3 separate regions of the Pan troglodytes genome follow, and regions 1 and 2 are each linked to region 3. Evidence: chromatin contacts called from public Hi-C data. All regions are on one chromosome and are shown on one strand. The core of a region is the stretch at or near the end of the contact, and the rest is flanking DNA. Distances in the headings are between cores, read along the strand shown. Region 1 holds the start of BCOR (BCL6 corepressor). Region 2 overlaps BCOR (BCL6 corepressor). Region 3 has its middle 91 kb from the start of BCOR.

Region 1 (4,504 bases), core at 539-3,038, 90 kb after region 3:
ACCTGGGCTTGCCACAAGTTGAGGTCATGAGGTCTTGCTGGTCACTCCAGACCAGACTGTAAAAGAGGTGGCAGAGGCTGGGTGCAGTGGCTCATGCCTGTAATCCCAGCACTTTGGGAGGCCGAGGCAGGTGGATCACCTGAGGTCAGGAGTTCAAGACCAGCCTGGCCAACATGGTGAAACACCGTTTCTACTAAAAATGCAAAAATTAGCCAGGTATGGTGGTGCGCACCTGTAATCCCAGCTACTTGGGAGGCTGAGGCAGGAGAATCGCTTGAACCCGGGAGGCAGAGGTTGCAGTGAGCTGAGATTGCGCCATTGCACTCCAGCTTCAGTGACAAGAGCGAAACTCTGTCCCCCCACCCCCAAAAAAGAGGTGGCAGAAACCCCAGCCTTATAATCAAGATAGGGTCGTAACTTGGAGAATATATACATTTTCATTTCTCCATTAATAATCATAGGAACATGAGCAAAAATAGATAACTATGAGGGTAGGGAAAGAAAAAAGGAAGGAGTGAGGGAGGGAAGGATAGTAGTCAATAGATATTGGATGGATCAAATTGGAAAGGAGAAAGTTCACATTCAGGTAACATGAAGTGGAATTTGGCCTCATTTCAGGTTGCCCAACTAGTAACACAGGATAACTGGTAAGGTTTAGAAAATGAAGTAGGGACAGGGGAGATTTTCTAAACTTTACCCTACTTACTCCCACTATATGGTATGAACATCTATTCTACTGAGCTATCTAAATATAAGTGTTTTTAATGCATCCTTTCTTGGGCCACGAGAAGGAGTAGGACAGTACAGAGCACCAGTGGCAGCTCTTCAAATCACAGATGTGGTCCCACTGACTGGGATCGCGGAGCTGTCGGTTAAAGTAGATGGCTGCCTACACTTCGAGATGCAACCTCACAGCTGGTGAGGGTTGAAGCCAGTTGCACAGGGTGGTCCGTGAATTCAAAAATAACCACAGAGATATAAGCCACGTTCCCCCGAGCCCCCACCAGCGGGTAGAAGGGAAGCCAACGAACCACGTTTGGCGGGTGTACCCTCCTCCCCTGCTGCTTATGTGTTTAGAATCACATCAATTGCAGTTCCAGGCTGCCTGACCCTGAGCAGAATCCTACAGAACAGGAACAGGGTTGGGAAAAAATGGCCGAGACCAAGTAGAAGCTGCTTTGGCTATGTGCCCCAGCAAGTTCAAATGACTACCAGGGTGGTTGGCTAGGGGATAGGGGTAGGAGGTTAATATATTTTTGAATAAGAGTTTCCTGTTACCTGCGAACACTCAAAAAACAGCTAGAGGTTTTTATTCCTCTTAGGAAGAACAATGGTTAGGGCTGTTTTCTCTCATCACTTGTCATCAATGATTCTGTCAATCATTTATTCTGACACCCATTCATTCCACAAATATTTATTGAGTGCCTACTATATGCCAGCCACAATGTTACACGCCAAATATACAGCTCTCAAGCAAACACTGGGTTTTGTAGACAGGTTTGTACTGTGGATACCAAGGCATGCACTGTAACATACTTACAGCATGTTTAACCACCCTGAACTCAGAGACCTGGGTTCAAATCCTCACTAAGTCACTTACTTAGCTGAGTAACTGAGCTTTACCCAGTTTTACACGACTGACCTTTCCCTATGCCTCAGTTTCTCACTCTGTAAAGTTGGAAGGCTTGTGAAGAACTTAGCACAGACCACGGGAGTAGGAGCTACCATTATTATTTAGCACAGTCCTCCACCCCAGCTCTGCCTGGTGCCACAGTCCACCGCTTGGTGGTATTTCCGAAGCTGGCCAGGCCCTCTGCTGCTGACCCTGGAAATCGGGTCACACTAGACAAGGCTGCATGTGCGGGGAGAAGGCGGGGGGGCTCCTTTGCACGCGGCTGCTCGCGTTTCCCCAAGGCCTCCAAATAGTCTAAAAACTCACCTCGGAGGAGGAGAAAGAGCGTGAAGTGGCTCTTTCGATCTGAGACACCCCCTCCCGGAGAACTCGCCCCCTCCCCCCCAGCCCAGAGCGGAGTGAAATCTTAGAAGCCGTGGCTGCTGGGTTTGAACGGAATGCCGGAGTCAGTGGAAGACGGAGCTGGTCGGCCCGAAGGTCAGCGAGTTGTTTTGAGTTCTCCTACCCGGAAGGTAGGGGGTGGGGTGGGGTGGGGAGCAGGGAGTAGAGGACGCCAGGGCCCCCGAGAGACCCCGCGTCAGAGCAAAAATTGTTTGTGCTCCGGAACAGGCAGCTCAGCGGAAGCCGCGACGGGGGCGGGTCACGTGCGGCGGTGGCGGCGCAGCTGGCGGGGGAGCCGGGCTGGGACAAGGGCCGGGCCGGGCGGGGGTGGCGCGGGGCGGCGGCTCTCGCAGCCGAAGGTGGAACCGGCTGACTCTGGGCGCTAGGAGCGAGCGGCTCCCCGAGCCCGGAGCGAGGGAGGCGCGCGAGTTATGGAGGGACCGGTGTGGGAGCCAGGGCGCGCGGAGCTCCGCGTGGTGCGGCACGGGCGGGACGAGGAATCGTTGGGGGGCGGGGGCAGGGACACGGAAGCGGGCTCCCGGGGCGAGAGCGGAACCGACGCGGAGGCTGCGCGGGCGTCTGAACCCCAAGAATGGAGGCGCCGCTCTTGTAGTCGCCGGCCTTGTTTTCTTCTTGCACGCAAATCCCGGAACGACCGGAACCACCATCCCCGCCTGCGTCCCAGGGGCGCCCCATTACGCATGGCGGGGGGGCCCGCGGGGCTACTCCGGGAGGGGATCCGTGAGGCCGAGGCCGGAGAGGGCTGCGAGGTGGCTCGCGGGGGTGCAAGCCGGAGCGGGGCTACACACCACACAAACAGCCTCCCTTTCCCCCGGAAGAGCGGGCGAGGGAAGACGCGGGCTAGCTCTGGGGGCTCCCCAGGACTGTGGGAGCCAGGCGAGGACCGCAAGGCGGAAGGGAGTGCTGCAGACAAACCATCGGCCCCACCTGGAAGACATTGGTGGCCTCGTGGCCGGTGGTGAACGGTCTCACGCTTCCCCAAAGTGGCGTGCGCTACTCTAGCGTGGGAGGGAAAGGACACAAACTTGGCCATCTGCCAGAACCCTTGAAGACGCCTGTCTTTGGTGTCCCTCCGCCCCCCGCAGTGGCCCGAAATGTACTCTCCCTCCCGTAGTCCACGAGGTTGAGGTCCGAAGCCTGGAAAAGTAGGGTAGCGTGGTCTGGCCTCGGACGGGAAACCCACCCACGTTCTTCTGAGGTGCCACGCGGGGAAGGCGCGGAACAGTCTTCTTGCAAAGTTTCCCGCCCCTCACCCCAGTCGAGTAAGGGCGGCTCTTCCGGAGGTGGGGGCGGGGAACGGTCTCGTAGCGGGGAGTGGTGCTAGTTCCTCTTCCCTGCGACCGCTCGGGCCGCCTGCGCGTTCGCGTCCCCAGACGCTGCACCCCAGTTTGCTGCAACGTCTGCTCGGAGTCGCGGTAGCGGGTGCTGCGCGGAGTCTAGGACGACGCGAGACGCCATTTGCATCCCCCCTCCCTCCTGCAGGTTGGCGGGGGCAGCGGTGTCGCCCGCCGCGGAAGCGTATTCCTGGCAGTGACACTGATTAGATGCTGTGTCGATACGTGCACAGAATCGGGGTGGGCCTTCACCTCTCGTGTGCGCACACACTTTCTGTTGGAAAAGTTGCGATATTTTTTCTCTCCCTCTCGCCGCACAGCTGCTGTCTCCCGGGCGGAATTAGGCGACCACGTTTGCTCAACCCGAAGGAGAGAGGATCGCGCGGGCGCTGGGCGGCCGCCGGGCCCGGGCCGCGAAAATCCAGCCCTGGCTTTGCGTCGAGCTGCTGAGTGCCGCGCTTACGCGCGCGGGGCCAGCCGGGGCCTGGTTTCCATCTGCCCCTTTTGCCTCCGTGTTAAGTTCGCCGGGGAAAACCCAACGATCCGTGCTGAGCCCCTCGGAGGAGAGCCCCCGCCCCACCCCACCCCCAGCCCGATCCCGACCGATGGAAAAAATGACAGTATAGGTCAGAACAGGCTGCCCGCGAGTATTAATATGGACGGCCTCCGTTCCCGGTGCTTGGGGAGGATGGGCGCTTCGCCAGGAAACCGCCGAAGGAGGCGCCATGAGGGCCGCCTGCCCCTTCTCGGGCTAGAAAACGTGGATTCTCAGAGGGACCAGACAAATGTGGTCAGATAGCTGCAGGAACTTACCCCATCTAAATACAGGTTGTCCGTGTATATTCCAACCAAGATCATTTTTGTTTCAATCTAATACACGTTGAGTCAATTAGAAATACTGTGAGAACTGGTCAAACGGTAGATAGGAAACTTGCTCTTTGCCTAGCATTAAATGTATGCTCAGGAGGTGCGGGGCTGAGCACTATCGGCGCAGCCAGTCTGTGTCCTAAGAAGACAGGGTCCCCTTTGCGTTCCACCTTCCAGGACCTTAATAGAACGCGAAGAGAGGAATTATTTTAGTTGTAGTTTCTATTAGAGGGTTGCTTACTCCTTGCAAACTCCCGCCTGGGGTTGT
Region 2 (4,402 bases), core at 74-2,573, 110 kb after region 3:
ACGACTTCTAGCGGCGGCGGCAGCAGCGTCTTCAGACACCGCGCTGGGACTCGCTCGCTCGGCGAGGGTCTTTCCCCCCCCACACCCCCTCCCTACTTCCAGGCGCCAGGAGGGCCTGGGAGTCCGAGTGGGGTCTCCTCGCGTCCAAGGCCGCCCGCTCCTGTCTGGGTCCGGGTGTGGGCTGTTGGCTGGGTGAGGAGAGGAGCCAGGACGCCTCTCCCACTTCCTCCCACTCCTCCTTCCCTTGCCGCCTGCTCCCCACCCCCTTCCTGCTTCCCCACCGAAACCCGGAGGCCCTGGGTCACTCCGCGGGTGATATCCACGCCGCCTGACCCTGGCCGCGGGGGTGCGGACTCCTCTGCTCCGCAGCCCCCGACCCTCTCCCCCGGTCGCAGCAGCCGCGGCACTGCGGTGCGCCCCTTCTCGCCTCTTTTTCTAAAGTGCCTGCAGATACAAAAGCGGTTTCGTAATGCCTTCCGTCTGCGAGAGCCGGAGGACCTTGGCTGACCTTTCGGAAACTGATTGCAACTGCCTGTTAACAGCCCGTACTGACCGCACTGAGCGGAGCGGAGGACAATCATTTAAGTGACAGACGGCGAGGTGGCCCCGGCTCAGTCGAGCGGCCTGGTTAAGCCCGCCCCGCCCCTCCCCCGACCCCCTCCCCTCCCGCAGCTACTCCCCCAGCCCCGGGCGCACTGCGGGCCGCGGCGGGCGCTCGGGCAGGCGGAGAGGACGCGCGCGCGCGTGCGTGTGTGTGTGTGCGCGCGTGTCCACGATTACCGGCCGACGGGTTAACCCTTTGCCGAGCAGCCGGTCCCTTTGAGGCCGGGCGCTGCCGGATTAATCTGCCATCTGCAAAAGAGGAATAACAGGGCCGTCTCCGCCGACTTTCCCTAATGGGTAAACTGTACCCTCTTAGCGTGACCCACGCTGCGTCCCTGCTGCTGCCAGGGAAAGATCCGGACCCTTGGCTCTTCTGCCGCGGCCCTGGGTCCCCTCCCTGCACTCCCCTTCCTCTGCACAGACACAGACACAAGGAACAGCACGAGGGGTCCAAAGGCTCCCAGGGGCTCGCGGTGCAGTGGACGTGGGTGTTCCCGGTGTTTTCTATTTTGGAAACTGGAGAAAGGTGGGGTAGGGGGGACGTAGCGAAAAGCCGAGGTGGGGGAGGGGAGGCTGGTGACAGGGCACCTCGGGCTTCGCTCGCTCCCTCTCTCGGGAGAGATCGCCAGCTGCTCTCCAACAGGCAGCGCCCTGAAATCTATTTAAAGAGAGGGAAAGGGGAGGAGAACAAAGGGGGAGGAGGGGGACGGCGAGCGGAGCCTGGGCGAGAGCGAGCGAGCAGGGAGGATCCGCCGCTCCGCGGGCACATCAAGCGCTCACATCTGTACACTCCGCGATCGATGGGGAGAATGGATAATATTTGTCAGCTGCAGACCTTTCTCTTCCCGGTTCCTGGGGAGGGGAGGGGGCGAGGAGGGGGAGGGGCGGGCAGGCCAGGCGAGAGAGGCCGCCTCAAGGACAGCGCGCTTCCCGCTGCAGCCACACGGAAACCCAGAGCCATGAAAGCCGGGGGATTTTTCTCTTATTATCATTATTAATTATTTTTTATTATTCCAGAGCAGCCCGCGAACGCTCGGTGGCGCCCCTCCCCCGCCGCCTCCCTTTGTTGATTCTCAGCTGCTAGAGCGGCGGGCCCGAGCCGCCACCGCCGCAGAGCACGATCTGCTCTTGCGCCCTCGGTCGCAGCTGCGGCCCAGGAAGCCGGGGCTGCGTCGCCGCCCCCTGCCCCCCACGGCGCGGCAGCCCTCGCACCCCCTCCTCGCCTCCCGCCACGAGGCCAGCCCTGCCTCTCCACTGCCTCTCGCTGCGGCTCCGAGTCCCCAACGCAGAGCAGAGGCACTGGCTGCTGCGGCCCCGAGCTTCCGGCCGCGCGGGGGCCTTTGCCACCCCCTAACCCCCGCAGCTGCACTCTGATGCCGCCGGCCTCACACATGGTCTTCATTTTGCACACTAGCGGCGTGCTTCCTCTCAGCTCCTCTCCTCGGGGCTTTTCGGAGCGAGGAGGGAGGTTTAGAGGAAGTTAGAAACCCAGCGAGCCCAGGGGAAAGGGGGAAAACCCTCGCTCTTAGTCTCAGCTTCCGAGGCAGAGGGAGCGCCCCGCGGGGGGTGGGGCAGAGTCTGGGTGCCCTCCCCTTCCTTGGATGCAGGAAAGGTTAAGTGAGGGGTGGCGGTCGGAGGAGCGACAGATTTGCTTTTGCTCATCCACATGCCTGCTCAGACCGGCCTGGGTATCACTGACCCGGCACCCTCGGAACGGCAGAACCCGGATGGGAGCAGATCCGCCAAGCGGTCATCAAACAAGACCAAAGACATTTCAGCTGTCCCCTACCCTCGGGCGAGGGTGGGGGTGCCCCCTGGGTCTTTGCTTCCTCGCGCACCCCCAGGTTGGAAGGCCAAAGCCGACGCCTCACAGACCGGGGGTCCGGGCCCCCTCTCTAGGGCGGAGGTGTGCAGAAAGCTCTAGTGCGAGTTTACTTGCGGCCTGGCTACCCCCTCCCCCCCCGCTGTCCTGCGATTCCGGGCCAGCCTGCGGCGGCGTCCCCGACTGCTCCGCGGTCCTGGGCAGGGCAGGAAGCTGGCACGGCCGACGGCTGGGCAGGCGCCACTTGGCCGGGCAGGCTGCTCGCTGGAACTCGCGCGGCACCTTCGCGCCGAGTCGGGTTCCTGGGTCTCCAGCCCGGTCACCCTGAGCGGTTTCACCCCCCACTTTGACCATCGGCCTCCCTCGGAAGTCTCCCTGTCTCCTCCCGCCCTCTCGGCTTTTCCCTTCCTCATTCTGTCTCGGGAGCTCCTTAATGCAGTCAACCGCCCTTCCCGAGATTCAAAAAGAAGTTTTGTGTTTCCCCGGGGGCAGCCGCCTAATGCTTCCCTTGTTTTCCGGAACAAAGCAGACATTCAGTGAGGAGGGGGCAGGCGCTGACTCCCTCCCCTCCCCGCAGCACCCCGCACTCCTGCAGATTCAGAACGCTGGCTCCGGGGCCCGGGTGGCCTGGGGGTGGGGTGGGGACCCCCTTCCCCTAGGCTTGGCTACAAAAGCCTCGCCCGGTAGCCGGAGAGAAAGCGGCGTGGTGTTTGGGTGAGGTTCCCAGCCCGGGCGGGGAGGGCGTGCACGCGGCTGTTTACAGTGTGCCTGTGCTGCTGGAAGCTCACCCGCCGCCGCTTGACAGCGTGGGGCACCCGCTGGCTGCCAGCTCAGAGGAGATGCGCAGCGGCGAGCCCTCCGGCACTCCACCCGAGGCCTCCGCAGCGCCAGGGCCAGGGCGCGCTGGGAAGCTCCAGGTCTCCAACCCCGAGTTCCTTCGGCCCACATACCCCTCCCCGTAACAATGGCCTAGATCCGGTAGTATATCAAAGGGACGGGGTGGGGAGGGGTGAAGAGCGCACAAGGGGCGCTCAGGGCTGTCGAAGCGCCTGGGTTCTGAGCATACCCCCGCCGCCGCCTGTCCCCTTGCAGGACTAAATTCCCCGGCCCGAGTGAGCGAAAGACAAATACTCTAGTGACTTGGAGGTGTTTCTCTCTCCGGATACCCCCCTGCAACCCCAGCAACCCCTACCCACCCTGCCCAGTGAACTTCTCTCCACCCCACCCCGTGGGGACCGCTGCACTAGCTGTGCCCACGAGCGCCAAGGCCTTCTCGTCGGCGCAGCGCTGCCTTAGATCCCGCTCCACCTCTTCCCCTCTCCTGGGCCTGTGGCCGGCCCCTGGCGCCTCCAGCGCGGCCTGAAACTTGATCTCACGTCGAAAGGACAGTGTGTAAACACCAGGCGCGCTCCGAGAACCCACGGGAGGGGCCGAGCGAGGGCCGCCGGGGCAGCTCGAGGCCCCGCGCCCCCACCTGCCTGCTCGCCCGGGGCACGATCGGCGGGGCCGCCGTCTCGCTCTCTGCCTCCCCAGTTGGCTCAGCTAATTGGAGCCGCCGCCGCCGCCACCGCTGCGGCCTCTTGTTGAATTTTCTAGATCGCAACCGTTCAGTCGTGGCTGCCTGTCGCTCCCCTCCCCCTTCCACAGCTGTTATCTCTGCCGGCAACTTGGTGGTGGTGGGGAGGCGTCCCCCCGCTGACCCTGGCCTCAGGCTCCGAGTTCACCCCAGCAGTTCCAGGGGGTGTTTTTCTTCGAGACGTGGGAAGGGAGGTAAAGCCTTATCGGAACTGTGAGGCTTCGTGCCAGAATCCAAGGCTCGGGTACTAGCCAGAGGATCCTCCCGGCAGAAAGCCATGGTCCTCCCTGTCTTACACCAGGAGGTAGTGACAGTCCCGGAGGGAGGGGCTCCAGGAACAACTCTGCTGGCGACTTCTGTTCATTCCAGGAAAACATTACAGAAGGGTGAGGTGACGGGAG
Region 3 (4,469 bases), core at 1,964-4,463:
TGCTCTATTCCCATCCCAGCCACCCACCCCTGCTTCTCCTGTCCCACAGCCTGGCCTCCTTGTGTCTCCAGCCTGGGATCGCTGCCTGTCTCTGCCCCAGACTATCCCTTACTCCTCCTATCAAAATGCTATCAGGTGGAGAGCAGTGGTTCATGCCTGTAATCCCAACACTTTGGGAGGCTGAGATGGGAGGATCACTTGAGCTCAGGAGTTTGAGACCAGCTTGGGTCTCTACAAAAAAAAAAAATTATTTTAATTATCCAGGCATGGTGGAATGCACCTGTAGTCCCAGTTATTCTGCCCATATGGGTTGCATCTTCCATTTGAGAGCCTCTCACCCTAAGTCTCACAGTCACCAGTACCCTGGCTTCCAGGACAAACCTGGATGATTTCCCCCCAGGCTTAAAGGAAGACTAGAGACTTAAAGGAAGCTGGACTTTTATGAAAAACTCATTGTGGGTGGGGGGCCAAAAATTAACTAGGCATGAAGAACCTGGGAGATACCAGATTATTCTGGCTCACTAGGGCTTTACACTTATCTGGCCACAGCTGGGACATACTCCCTTCTCCCTGGACCGTGCAGTCTGGGCCCACCTCACCCCCAGTGTGGGCCACCTATTATGATGCCCCCCAAAATGGTGTCAATTCAAGAGTACCTGCTTCTCTAGGGTCTAGGCTTTGGGGGCCCAACTTATCACAACTTGAAGTTACTGTTTTAAAATTTATCTTATTTATTTGTTAATTGTGTCATCTGTTAACATGTTATAGCTCCATAGGACAATCACTGGCGGTCTTGTTTACTGTTAAATCACCAGCCCTAGCCCAGTAGTTAGAATATTTTGATTGCATGTATAGGTGGATAGCTGAGATGGATGCAAGGATGGAGGGATGGATGGATGGATGAACGGATGGGTGGATGGGTGGATGGGTGGGTGGATGGATTGGCCCCCACATAGTACCAAGGTACTTCTCCTGTAAATACCACAAACCTAGACCAGCAGTTCTCAAACCTTTAGGTCTTGGGACTCCTTGACTTTTTTATTTATTATTGAGGACTCCAAAATGCTTTTGGTTATATTGGTCTTGTCAATATTTCCCACATTAAAAATGAAAACAGGAACATTTTTAATATTTATATATTAATTGATCTAAAAATAACAATTATGAATATATTACATGTGTAGTGGGCAGCCTCTAAGATGGTGCCCAGTAATTCCCACCTTCTGTCACCCACACCCTTGAGTAATTCCCTCCCCTTGAACGCTAGCTGGACTTACAGACTCACTCCTAATAGATCTATTGTCCTATAGGGATGTGGCTTCCAAAATTGGATTACAAAAAGACTGTGCCTTCTGTCTTGGGTGCCCTCTTTTCTCTCTCTAGGAGGAGCCAGCTGCCTTGTCACGAGGCAGCCCTGTGGAGAGGGCCTCGTGGCAAGAAACCCAGGCCCGCCAGCAGCCACATGAGTGAGTCTGGAGGTGGATCTTTCCCCGGCTGAGCTTTGAGATGCTCCTACCCCTGGAACACACCCTGATTAGTCTCCTAAGAGACCCTGAGCCAGAACCACCCAGCTAAGCTGCTCCCAGATTCCTGACCCACAGAAACTGTGAGATAATAAATGTCTGTTGTTTTCAGCCACTAAGTTTTGGGGGTAACTTGTTACACAGCAATGGATAAAATGCATGGTAACATCGATAGCACAATTTTATTAAAAAATAACCGTATTTTCCAAAACAAACAAAAAAGTTTAGGGAGAAAAGTGGCATCGTTTTTACATTTTTGCAAACCTCTTTAATATCTGGCTTAATTGAAAACAGCTGCTTCCTCATAGTGGCTTGGGCATCCAATGCGTTGTGATACATTGTTTTGGTTGAAGAAAATCCAGCCTAATGGAGCTTTGCAGTTAGAAAAGGACAGTCTGAAAAGGACTCAGGGAACCACAGGGATCCTCAGACCACACTTTGGGAACTGCTGACCTAGACAATCATAGACCCCAAAAGATTCTAATTCTAGGGCCCTCACTTCCCAATCTTGGTTTCCTGTTTGGGACCTTTGCCATTTCTCCAGGTGCCCAAGTGACTTAGTGGTGATGGAGGCCACCCAGGAGGTCTGATCCCCTGCCAAAAAGGATAAGTCCTCTGAGGCCTAAAAGCAGAAGACACTGATGAACTAACCCTCAGTCTTGGCTGTGTCATGCCCAAGATGTCACACAGAGGGGAAAGGATGCCTCTGACATCCAAGGTGAAGGTTGAGGCATCTGGAGTCGGGGAGGGCAGGGGAGCTTGTTCTCTGCGCATTGACAGCTTCCGGGACACTGGGGTTTGCCAGATCCACGGGGATTTCCCCCTCTCCTTCCCTTTCCTGCGCGTGTCCCACTACCCCCACCCCCCCGTGAAGTTTAGGGCCTGTTTTCAGCCGGAGCCGGTCTAATTTTCGCTGCCTAGTTGGTCAGAGAAACGCACGCAGCTGTAGCAAAGCATAAAAATAGCTTCCTCCGTGACCAATTTCTTCCCACTTCCCTTTCTCTCTCTCCATGCTCGCCTCCCCGTCCCCACCTTCTGTGGAAGCAGGAAGGTCCCTGGAGGGTGCCAGCACTATTGAGACATGCCATGCGCCCCGGCTTCCCTCCCAAACAACACATGTTCCTGATTCTATTTTGCCCTGGTCCCCCGCAGGCTCGCACAGGCTTCCCTGGGGACCGGGCGTTGTCAGATGGATCCCCGCGGGCCCAGTGTCCGTCCACCTCGCTGGGCAGACTTCCTCTCCCGCGCACAGCCCCCCAGACATCTGCACGCCGAGTGCTCGTCAGCGGCACTGGGATCTGGGGTCCCAGCCTAGCCCGGAGCCAGCCAAAGGCCTGCCCGCGAGGGATCCGGATCTTCTGGCACCTTAGAGGTTAAATGGGAAGCCTCCAGCTGGAAGGAAAAAACGCCCCGGTGCTATGCGCGGAGGCTCCAGGCGGTGTCCCCAGCGTCCCGGGCTTCCTCTGCGCCGGGCGGCTGCGCGTCCCGGAGGCGTCCGCGGCAGAAGATGGAATCCGAAAGTGGGCATTCGTCTTTCTAGTTTGGAAGCAGGAGAAGACAATCAAACCTGCAGCAGCTCAGCTCCCCAACGCGAAGGTCTAGCCAGCCTTGGGCAGGGGAGCGTTTCTAGAAATGTCTACACCCGGAGCCACCGGCGGGAACCAGGAGGGCGGGGTATGGCCCGGACCTGCCCTGCCTCTCTTCCCTGAGCCTTTGGGACCATGCGGGAGAGAGGACAGGCCACCTATCGTATTTCAGGAGTGGCTTGTAGGGTCCAAGGGCCGTTTGCCTCCCTCTACTGCAGTTTGGAAACAGAATAAACCGCCCCAGCAAAACCCGGCGAACTTGTCCAAACCACACAAAAGTTCAAACCACACAAACTCCAACTGGGCACCGACGCAGGACTGGCTTTATCTGTCCGCAGAGGGCTTTGCTCTGCCTCGCAATTGATTAGGGCTCCTGAAAACCACTGAAACAGTTTATCTCACCCACCCAGCCTCAAGCCCCCTGATGGGCTGGAGTGGAGCCTGGATTGTTCTGGCAGCCAACCCCAGCCCAGCTTCCACCCAGCTTGGCGGCCCCCTGGGCCACCTGCCTGGTTCCTCACTCCACAGAGGGTCCCCATTTTGTGGCAGAAAATCGAATGACAGCAAGAGGGTGAGATGGGAAGATGAGGGAGTTGGATCTATGAGGGGAGAGAAGCATTCTGTCCACTGAACAGGGTTGGGGGGCTTTCCAAGATCCCCCCTTTACTTTCACACCCTTTCTCCAGTTCTGTTCCTCTCCTTTCACGGCACCCAGCGCCCTTCTGCACGGGTGGCCCAGTCCTCCAAGCCCAGCCTTGTCTTTTGAACTTCTCCCCAAGCAACCTGTCCCTGTACAATTTACATCCTCTCAGTTGTTTTCTCTGGAAACTCTTAACTCAGGCAGCCAATACCATGGCCATGAGAACATTCTTCACCACAGAAAGCAAGATCCTTTGTCAGCCTGTTCTTCATGGGAGGGGAAGGGAAGGTTTTGTAAATATCACGTGGAGATTAACTGGGGGAGGAGTCAGGAATTAAACAACGTGCTTTTTTTTTTTTTTTTTTTTTGAGACAGAGTCTTGCTTTGTCACCCAGGCTGGAGTGCAGTGGCACCATCTCTGCTCACTGCAACTTCCGCTTCCCGAGTTTAAGCGATTCTCCTGCCTCAGCCTCCCAAGTAGCTGAGATTAGAGGTGCACGCCACCACGCCCAGCTAAATTTTTTTGGGGGGGGCGGGGACGGAGTCTTGCTCTGTTGCCCAGGCTGGAGTACAGTGGCGCAATCACTGCAACCTCCACCTGCCGGGTTCAAGCAATTCTCTTGCCTCAGCCTTCTGAGTAGCTGGGACTACAGGCGCATGACACCACCCCTGCTAATTTTTGTATTTTTAGTATAGACAGGGTTTCACCATGTTGGCCAG

What was found. A called contact is a pair of places that touch in the nucleus more often than the background predicts.
Region 1: a Hi-C map of stem cell-derived neural progenitor cells shows a contact between it and region 3, with 4 times the contacts expected there. The contact joins the promoter of BCOR here to the enhancer-like site in region 3. A contact is called at or near these places in 3 of 7 Hi-C or Micro-C datasets (induced pluripotent stem cells and stem cell-derived neural progenitor cells) and 1 of 1 datasets of contacts at active chromatin or transcription factors (stem cell-derived excitatory neurons).
Region 2: a contact with region 3 is called in a Hi-C map of stem cell-derived neural progenitor cells, with 3 times the contacts expected there. The contact joins two enhancer-like sites. A contact is called at or near these places in 3 of 7 Hi-C or Micro-C datasets (induced pluripotent stem cells and stem cell-derived neural progenitor cells) and 1 of 1 datasets of contacts at active chromatin or transcription factors (stem cell-derived excitatory neurons).

Annotation. Positions count from the first base shown.
Region 1 is chrX:40,600,813-40,605,316 of NHGRI_mPanTro3-v2.0_pri, reverse strand. BCOR (BCL6 corepressor) reads left to right here and starts at 1,788. Exons shown (of 15, transcript XM_016947534.3): 1 at 1,788-2,110.
Region 2 is chrX:40,577,477-40,581,878 of NHGRI_mPanTro3-v2.0_pri, reverse strand. All of the region lies in intron 1 of BCOR (BCL6 corepressor), which reads left to right. Among named protein-coding and RNA genes, the nearest start is that of BCOR, 24 kb to the left of the region's middle. Within about 2 kb of position 1,323, at least 12 of the 24 cell types and tissues checked have an H3K27ac peak or open chromatin away from gene starts, as enhancers often do. A contact at or near this core is called in stem cell-derived excitatory neurons and stem cell-derived neural progenitor cells, where this site is marked.
Region 3 is chrX:40,692,750-40,697,218 of NHGRI_mPanTro3-v2.0_pri, reverse strand. No RefSeq gene overlaps it. Among named protein-coding and RNA genes, the nearest start is that of BCOR, 91 kb to the right of the region's middle. Within about 2 kb of position 3,213, at least 13 of the 24 cell types and tissues checked have an H3K27ac peak or open chromatin away from gene starts, as enhancers often do. A contact at or near this core is called in stem cell-derived excitatory neurons and stem cell-derived neural progenitor cells, where this site is marked.